Regions from separate parts of the Mus musculus genome. Here all the other regions are linked to region 1. Evidence: chromatin contacts called from public HiChIP or PLAC-seq and promoter capture Hi-C data. All regions are on one chromosome and are shown on one strand. Each heading gives the region's core, a stretch centred on a gene start, on an enhancer-like site or on the middle of the called end of the contact. The rest is flanking DNA. Distances are from core to core; before and after follow the strand shown.

Region 1 (2,958 bases), core at 241-2,740:
CTTTCAAGAAAAACGATCAGAACCTTCGTGGTCCATCTGGTGAGCCCTTCACCAGGCCAGGCTCTCTCCAACCTCATCCCAGCCCTCTAAGATGGCGGCTTACTGTGCTCCCCACCTACAGACCGAAAAACAAGTCCTTAACAGGGGCTGACTTCCGGTTCTTGTATCTTCTCTTCAGGGGCTGACTTCCGGTTCTTGTATCTTCTCTTTCGCCCTGTGCTAAAGTTTCCGCTCAGCTCTGTGTTTCACCCAGGACAAGCCAGATATCACTTCCAAGAAGAACAGGCTCTCAGGATGGGTAGAACCCCAAGTAGACTCTAAGTTTCAACAACAACAACAACAAGCAGCAAATGGCGGCATGCATGAGGCTGAGCCCTCCTTCCAGTCCACAACCCAGCAGCTGCTGCCGCCCTTCGCTCCTCCAAAAAGGCAGCAGCAGGTGCTCTCCCTGCGTCTTTGAACTACTCTCCTTGAGTCCTCTGCTTACAATGCATACATCTTTTGATCCAGTTGCCCAGGAATTTCAGAGAACCCTCTGCATGCCACACTGTCTCTGCCTCCAAAGGAGCTTACAAATCGAGCTGGGAAGATGATCGGCAAGTTAAAGATCACACAACAAATGAACCATCAAAAGCGCAGCACACTCTTAGAATTCAGGCTCCAATGAACAGAACTTCAGTTTGCCCGGCACTGTAATATTCCCAGATCAAGGCACTGTAATATTCCCAGATCAAGGCATTGTAATATTCCCAGATCACGGCACTGTAATATTCCCAGATCGGAATAGTGTGTGGCCCAGAGGAGACAGCCAGTGATTTTACACTGAATAACTGAGCACAACATGCCATCCAAAAAGAGTTAGAATGCTGGCCCAAAGATCCTAAAGCTACTCTTAGCCATTTTTCTGGGGTAACTCCACCATCATTACAATGTCTATATCTCCAAGGGGCAACCATCACTGTTCTCATTTTGCTAATAAAAAAAAATGTGCAGAGAGCTAATCACAAGATCATTAAGCAACCATGCAAATGTGTCCCACTTGATAATCACTTGATAAGCAGGCACAGGCTGGCCAGGGAGAACTTTCCAGAGTAGGGTCGGAAGTGAAGAAACACATATGGGAAAATCAAGGCAGAAACATGTGAAGATGACCAAAGCAAGACCTCATGTAGTCCAGGTTGGCTTTGAACTCACTATGTTGCCTTCCCAATTCTACCTTCAGGCGGATTACAGGTATGTATCACCATGTGGTGCTGAGGACTGAACCCAGAGCTCCATACATGCTAGACTCTTCCTATAGTTGCTATGCTAAGTTGCTGATTTCTACTAAGATATGCCCAGTTCTGAGAAGATAAGCCAATGCCCAGAAGTTTTTCATTTGTAATAATCCCAAAACCTGTGAGTTACAGAAAGTGAGCTAGGTGGGGAGTGGTGGAGAAGAGCAGCTCTCAAGCTCACCTCTCTACCGGAAAGAGGTCACTAAGGCCTCTCTACAAAGCACTTTATGACATCACACCTACCATCCAGACTTCCAGCACTATGAGCTGCTAGTGAGTGGAGATACTAAGAAGCAAATCATGGCCCCTTTCCCAATGCACAGGTTGAGTCTCTCAACATTCTCAATAGGAAGAAGAACCCCCACGCTACCTCCTTTCATTCCCATCACTGGCCAGAAGTAAACCATTTCATCTTGGCAATAAATATTGACCGAGCACCAACCGTCTACAAGGCACTGCTCTGTGCCCTTGGCATGCGAGGGTGATCAATACATTCTACTGGAGACAGACGGGCAAAAATCAAAAAGGTACAAGCTTTCAAACTGTGGGGAGTAGTGGACAAAAATGAAAAGAATGATGGGTAAGAGTGAGGGAGCAGGGGTTTTATCTGAGCCTGAGAGCCAAGTGCTGATTGATGAGAAAGCAATTTGGGAAGACCACATCCTCAACCAGGTAGTAAAAATTGGTGGTCAGCAAGAACAAATCTCTAAAGTGGAGCTGGGCTTCATGTGTCCGAAGCACAGGAGTTCAGGGACAGGGAGACAGGAAGACAAAATGAGCATGCTGAGACAAAGGGGGGTCCAGAGGGATGTGGCTACTGAAATGCTGGGGCTGCTAAGCAAAATGATGGCACTGGAAGTGTTGAAGCAGTAGAGTATCCTAAACTAATTTTTGCTTCAACAGTTTACTCTAAACTTCACCAAAACAGACACAAGTCAGGCCTCAACTTTGTACATGTTGGTCATCCACCTAAGCGCTCAGCAGCTCTGGCATAGCAGGGTGCAGCCCCTGGATTTGTACTTCTAAGAATGTTCTTTGAATACATAAGACTACTTTTTACAATAATAATAATAATAATAATAATAATAATTCAGTCTGCTTTTGCCTATTTTTCATTTCCTCCACGAATGACAGTGAAAAATATAGTTCCTATGCCCATGCCTCAAAAATCTCACAACTTAAAAACAAGTCCTGAAGGAAGATAGGAGCCAGGTGTCTGGAAGCAACACGAATGCCTTCCCTGAGACATCTATATCCGAGCACCAATCTCTAACACTCCAAGAGAACACCAGGCTACTAAGTGGACTGAGAATACTCCATGAGAAACAGCAACCTGTGGTCAGAGTGAGGGGCCCACCCCTGGGATGTCTACTGCCATCATGTATGCCAGAGCCCAGGGAGTGTGATCCAGAAGCCAAGACAGTAAAGAATGGTCAGCTTGACAACCAACAGCTACACCCCCCAGTACCAGGAAAGCACTATCTCAGCATCCAACATACCAAAGACAGTCCACGTGAGGCTATATTTGTGGCAATACCGTGCCAAAAATCTGGGCTAATCTGACTCTGCTATTCATAAATTCCCCCCTCATGTTAAAGCACATGTGTTTGGGAAGGGAAAATGAATCCAAGTCTAGTTTAGAAGCTTGGAAACGCTTAGGTTACTTGGAAACCATCTGGAG
Region 2 (2,958 bases), core at 299-2,798, 1.8 Mb after region 1:
GCCTGCTATACACAAAACAAATAAATGTAATTTAAATTAGGGATGGTAACATCTAATAAATAAATGAGTCCATTAATAAAGGAAGGCTTAGAGAACTAATTTGTGTAAGGCCAAAGAGAGAATAGCAATATATCTCTTTATACGCCACATGGGGTTTTGTAGTAAATAGTGAATTATTATATAAATAAAAATGCCTAGAATAATAAGTAGCACAGAAAAAACAATAGATTAGGCATTAACTCTTAGTGATGGTTAGTTCTGCACCATGTAGCCACATCCTGAAAAGGGAGAAGAAAACATAGAAATCTGAATTTAAAGAAAAATAAGTTCTTGTCTGCATTGCACAACAACTCATCCCAGGGCTCCTTGGCACCTGATAACTCCAGTCTCAGAAGCTGATCTGAACACAGAATAAGAGGCACCTACGTCAGAGAAGTGGCACCCACTAAATCCTTCAAAGTCAACTCCCTGGAGCCCTTAGCCTCCCTTCTTTCACTCCCTCAGCTGAAGGGTTCAGCTTTCAATGTCACCAAACACTGATGACATAGCCAAGCCCTCTTCATCTTTGCAAGTCATGAAAATCAAAAGGCTTGAGACGGAAGAGCCCATGGCTTTGAACTTGACTGGCTTTAGGCCTCCCTGATGACTCTTGGGAAAGACTTTTTTTTACACTCCACAGAGGAAGCCCCCAGTGTATCCTTGCTGGTATCAAAGTCCCCCTCCTGCCCCACCAGTAATGGCTTCCATCTTCTCAGAATAGCTGGGAGAAAGACAACCAATTAGTCTGGCCACCAGAATCTTAAATAATACTGCCGACCGCAGGGTATCCATCGACACCTTGAGAACTGGCATCCCATCAGCTCACACTGGCTTCCCCCACGCCCGGGCAGACGGGCTCAACAGTGGACGTCCTTCTGCCTCTTGCCATGATTTGCTTGCTTATCTTCATGATTGTAACTGGCATCTCACAAAAAAGATCAATAGAAAACTAGTGGGCTAGATGGGAGAAGCAAGAAGGAAATTCTTTAGACCTATCCCCGAGGGACATGTCTTGGCTCCTGGCATTGTGTAATGAAGGGTAGCCATCATGAGTGTGATTACTGGGGTGCTCCCAGAGATACTCCTTGCATCTTGGAGCTAAAGGTGTTCCCTAACTCAACAAACACAGAGCTCTCCAACATCCAAAGCAGGAAGAGAGGCCCAGATCTCACTATCAATAATACTGCCCCGAACACAGCTTCTGAGCCAGGCACACATATCACATGTAACCCACCATCACCACCTCACACCTCCCCCATCCCAGAACCTCCACAGCCTGCTGAACCTAGGTCAGGATCCTCTCTGCCCAGGCACTACCAGCCAAATACACACTTCTACTGAAACTCAAAGGCACACTGCAGAAAAACTTCATTAATTTTTCACAAGATTTGTCTAATAGTGGCTGAGCAGAGCTGAGAAAGCCACATTCGAGTGCCTGCGCCAGCAGGTTGCAAAGAGTTAACCCATTAGGCCACATCCTGGTGAGCTCATCCCAGCCGGAGCCTGCTCAGTGGCTGGGATTCGCAGCACACTGATGTGGCCAGGGTGCCTTTCTCCAGCTGGGATGAAGGACTTGAGCAGAAACTCATTGCCAGCTTCCTCCCTACGCGAGAGCCGACTGAGTCCCAGGTCCCCAGTCTTCCCCCGGGACGTTGTGCACGGTAAGTAAGAAAAAGGATCCCTCCACCCTCACCCACCTTGCCCTGCCACCCCAGTCCCAGCCCTTTGCTATGTCTCCCTGGAAAGAAGGACGGTTTGAAGTTTGCTTTGGAGTGCGTTGAGTCTCTGAAGTAGAGTTGGAAGGCAGTGTGAATACTAAAGATGAGATGGAATGAAGTTAGTTAGCTTCAAGCAGGCTGGATGGGCTGCCCTGAGAGACAGGCAGAAGTGGGCTGAGCTGGGTATCTCCTGCTGTACACCTGGGGAAAGACACCATGTGCAGTGAGGGCTGCCCTGCCTGTGGAGCTCTGAGCCTTTCTCCCTTGGAAGCCATTAAAGGGAAGGAATGAGCGGGCGCAGAAGCGGCAGCGTGTCAAGTGTTAGGACACCCGGAGACCTCGGAGTAGTGGGCATAGACTGTCTGTCCCCTGGGCATCCTCCATCCAACCTCAGCAGCTGCGGGTCTGCCCCTCCTTCCTGCAGGTGTGGCCGGTGCCCTGGCTGAGTGCCAGGGAAACAAGGCGGAGTACCCTGGCTTGGGCAGTCTTCACTTCAGGAAGGAGGGAGCAAGACAGGTACACAAAAACACAGACAAAGGCATGGCTTGCTCAGACAGAGGGCGGTGGGACTCCGCCCCTAGGTAAAGCCAAGTGTAACAACACATCATATCCCTTGAGATTCTTTTTCCAGCCTGGAGCCCCACAGGGCCCATGCACTGGTTGTGTGACCCGAAGAGGAAGGTGAGTGGCTCCCTCCAGATAGCTCTGAGCTCAGAGAAAAAGGTCCCCTTCCCGAGAGCGCTGTGAGCCCTGGAACAGATGGAGGCTGTGACGATAGCAGCAACATATTCCACACTCTCTCTTCTTTATCAGACCAGGCACAGGGCCACACACACCTTATCAGAGGAGTCGACATCACCAAATGAAGTCCTGGAAGTGAGGCAGTACAGCAAGAGGAGATAAAGACCCTGGAGAGTTGCATCTAGCCTCTGGGGCTGAGCCCTGACAGTGGGAAATTCCGGGAAAGAGAGAGACCTACTCTCTATCCATACTGGGTCCTGCTCTGGATAAGGAGACCACCGCAGGTCGATTATGCAAAGCCTGTGGCCTGCCTTTGGCACTTCCTACCAGCTGACCCTTGCTGAGGTCACCAGTGCCCTCGCCTCTCCTCAGTGTCACCAGGTCCTTGCAATTCCCAGAATAGCCCAGTTCCTATCAGAGCTCTCTAGATGGAAGGGTCTGGGGAGGAGGGACAGAGGAG
Region 3 (2,958 bases), core at 311-2,810, 1.7 Mb before region 1:
TCAGTGGAATGTCTCTTTTCATCTTTGTTCTCTAAATCTACTTTTTATTTGCCTGCATAAAGGGAAGAGAGTCCCTTTAATGTTGTGTGGATAAAAGCCACAAGAAAGAGATAAAGCATGAAACAAGTGCTGGGCCCTTAGGGGTAACAGAGCAAGGAGTCCGGGATGCCCTGTCACCAAAGAAAGGCACTTTGCTAGTTTAGACAATTATAGACAAGACAACTGGTTTAATTTGCATTAATTGAGGACTGCGACTGTCGCACTGGTTTCAGCAGTGACAGATTAAGAATGATGTATGTGACAACCCACAGTCAAACACGTGATTGTATTTTGATGGGAAAACAAACAGCTTGGATGTTGTTTTAAAGCTATTTGCTTTGGGTCCTCGAAGTTGACTAGAATTTTCAAGCAGGCCTAATGCAGACTCTCTTCTCATCTTCTTGCTGTCTCTGGATTCCTTCTCTGGGTGGAGCATGGGATGTTGTGATGGCAGCTCCACCACTGTCCTGCTGCAGGGCAAAGCCGGACTGGGGCATAGTCCCACCAGCTGACTTTCTGTTTGTATTTATTCCATTAGTCCAGCTGACAATGCTCAAGGATAATTCTTCATATTGAAAGAATAGCCCTTCTTTCTTGTTCTGTTGGTTTTTTTGGTTTTAAATTAGAGCATACTCTACTTTTATTTGTTTATTTTTATTAGTTTAAATCTGTGAGGGGTACACCACCACCCGGGTTCTGTGTCTTTGCAGGCCTTTGCAGGAAGGCTTCTTCAGAATTTGGCATAAATCCTGTTACTGTTTCCAACCGGTTCAGTGGAGAAAGCCTTCCCTTTATTTCCATGAACCCCGAGAGAAGCACAGGAAGGTTAGGGATAATCGTTGAGGCTTCCCCTTACAAAGCTTGCAACATCTACCCATTGCACGGGTAGGCAAATAAAAACTTGTCGAGGCCTGGAAAGTTCTGATAGTTGCTGATGATAAAACTCGAGAGAATTCTCTAGCACCCTGGTAATGAGCTGAAGCCCAAGGCTAATAGCGTTTCCCTTTCGTTGGGAATTATGGGGAAGCTATCGTGACATTTGTATTACCCCAGAGAGATCTTCCACTAGAAAGCTGAGCTTTGAAGTAGTATTGGATTTGCTCCATTGAGTCTGAAAGGTTTGCCACTGGTTTTCGGGAGACTCACCCCAGCCAAAGCCAGGCCTCTGGGAGGCTTTATTCCTAGGCTCAAGTAAACAAACAGCCTCAAATGGCTGAGGCCACAAACAAAAGTCAAGGGGTGGGGGTGGGGTGGGGTCCGGGGCCACGGAGACATTCCCACATTCCAGTCTTTCCAGCTCTGGGGTCCTGTGTTCAGAGCATGAACCCTCCAGCCCTCGGCTCCCATCAGTATGCCTCTTTAAGTGGTGAGATTGTTGCTGGATAATTCTAAATGACCAACACACGCTAACAAAGCCGATGTGGGCAGAGGAGATAGAAAATGGGTGGTTGGGGCAGATCCACGAGGGCTCATTAATCTTCAGTAAATTAAAGCTCATCACCGCTCCGCCCCTCGACAGCTCTTTGTCTTGCTAATTCACATTAGGCCAAGCCTGGCTTCACGCTTTCAGGCTTTTCAGAGGTGAGGGCCTGTACAAAGCTGCAGATGTGGAAACCCGGAGAGACCTTTGCTCCGAACGCTGCCTGTTAACATTAGCGCGCTCCCTAGGCCCACAGAAGAACGTTACTGTGATTCTCTGGCTTCAGAAGACTTCCCAGGAAGCAACTTGGGAGTTTAAAGCAGCAGGAAGAGAGGTGGGGAAGATGCAGAGGTGCCAAGGCCCACCTCCGCTGCAAAAACTCAAAACAAAAGTAACATTAAACAATGCGTGGTTTTGTTCCTCAACACAGAAATGTAGCAATCCCCAGTGTTACAAAGATGGGGGAAATACAATCTTATCATATAGCTAGAACAGACATTTCTGACAGAAGTCTGGCTAAATAGCGATTGAAAATATGTATATTCTGTAACCCAGCTACTCCACTGTTGGAATTATTCTGCTGATGGAACGTTGTATAGATCCACAAATATATGTACTAGCATAGGTACTGAAAACCATCGTGACAGGAAAGAGGGGAGGAGTAATGTTTATGTGCATAAAAATAATACCTGTAAAGTTCAGAATTTCTGTAAAACAAAATGAAGCCCATCTTGGGACAGTTTGTAAAGCTATCCAGAAAGTAAGGCTGAAGTACTAGAGATTCCTTTGTAGCCAACATCCTGATGTGTTTTATAAAACCAAAGATATGTTTTGTGGAGCACGGTACGGTGTGGTGGGAGGGGGTTGACTCAGCAGGCCCATCCTGAGGCATCCCTCTGCAGTGGTAACAGCCAACAAAGAAGGGTGTAGTATAGAATAGAGTTTACTTAGGAACATGGGAAGGAGTGTTGAGAAGGAAGTAGAGGCAGAGATGGGACAGAGATGGGGACACACACATACACACAGAGAGAGAGAGAGACAGAGAGAGAGAGAGAGAGAGAGAGAGAGAGAGACAGAGAGAGAGAGAGGCAGAGAGAGAGAGAGAGAGAGAGAGAGGCAGAGAGAGAGAGAGAGAGAGAGAGAGAGAGAGAGAGAGAGAGAGAGAGAGAGAGAGAGAGAGAGAGACTGAATAGTCCTTTTATATGTGAGCCAGGCTGGTACCTGGTTGTTGCTAGGTAACTGCTGGGCGGAGCCTAGAGAAAATGTAAACAGATCATGCCCTTCAAATACCATAGTTATGCAAAACCCTTACCAAGGACAGTTTTCATAGACTCAGCCCCATCTAGTGCCCTGGCTGTGGAATGTGGGTGGGGGATGGGGAGGAGGCTTGTGGAGATGGCACCTGCTCTATTTCACCTATTAATGACAATCTGCCTATCAATCCACTTGCTCTGGCTTCCGCCAACAGATGCCCAGGGCGTCAGTGTGCATCCTGTCTA

What was found. Promoter capture Hi-C pulls out the DNA fragments that hold promoters and counts their contacts. HiChIP or PLAC-seq counts read pairs in DNA pulled down with a chosen protein or histone mark.
Region 2: a promoter capture Hi-C map of embryonic stem cells shows a contact between it and region 1, with 4 times the contacts expected there. The contact joins the promoter of Pirt here to the promoter of 1700086D15Rik in region 1. A contact is called at or near these places in 1 of 39 promoter capture datasets (embryonic stem cells), 1 of 115 datasets of contacts at active chromatin or transcription factors (embryonic stem cells) and 2 of 9 other capture datasets (adipose tissue and liver).
Region 3: an H3K27ac HiChIP or PLAC-seq map of embryonic stem cells shows a contact between it and region 1, with 4 times the contacts expected there. The contact joins the enhancer-like site here to the promoter of 1700086D15Rik in region 1. A contact is called at or near these places in 7 of 39 promoter capture datasets (the C10 cell line, embryonic stem cells, hippocampal neurons and 3 more) and 1 of 115 datasets of contacts at active chromatin or transcription factors (embryonic stem cells).

What each region holds. Positions count from the first base shown.
Region 1 is chr11:65,158,410-65,161,367 of GRCm38.p6, forward strand. 1700086D15Rik (a long non-coding RNA gene) reads right to left here and starts at 1,491. Exons shown (of 2, transcript XR_003949567.1): 1 at 1,459-1,491. All of the region lies in intron 1 of Arhgap44 (Rho GTPase activating protein 44), which reads right to left. It overlaps LOC115487730 (a long non-coding RNA gene), which reads left to right and starts at 1,471. Exons shown (of 3, transcript XR_003949568.1): 1 at 1,471-1,804; 2 at 2,412-2,958.
Region 2 is chr11:66,910,443-66,913,400 of GRCm38.p6, forward strand. Pirt (phosphoinositide-interacting regulator of transient receptor potential channels) reads left to right here and starts at 1,549. Exons shown (of 2, transcript NM_178656.3): 1 at 1,549-1,700. The region is part of intron 3 of Gm12298 (predicted gene 12298); the gene reads right to left.
Region 3 is chr11:63,453,776-63,456,733 of GRCm38.p6, forward strand. The region is part of intron 2 of Gm40016 (a long non-coding RNA gene); the gene reads right to left. Among named protein-coding and RNA genes, the nearest start is that of Gm40016, 8.8 kb to the right of the region's middle. Within about 2 kb of position 1,561, at least 44 of the 459 cell types and tissues checked have an H3K27ac peak or open chromatin away from gene starts, as enhancers often do. A contact at or near this core is called in embryonic stem cells and stem cell-derived epiblast-like cells, where this site is marked.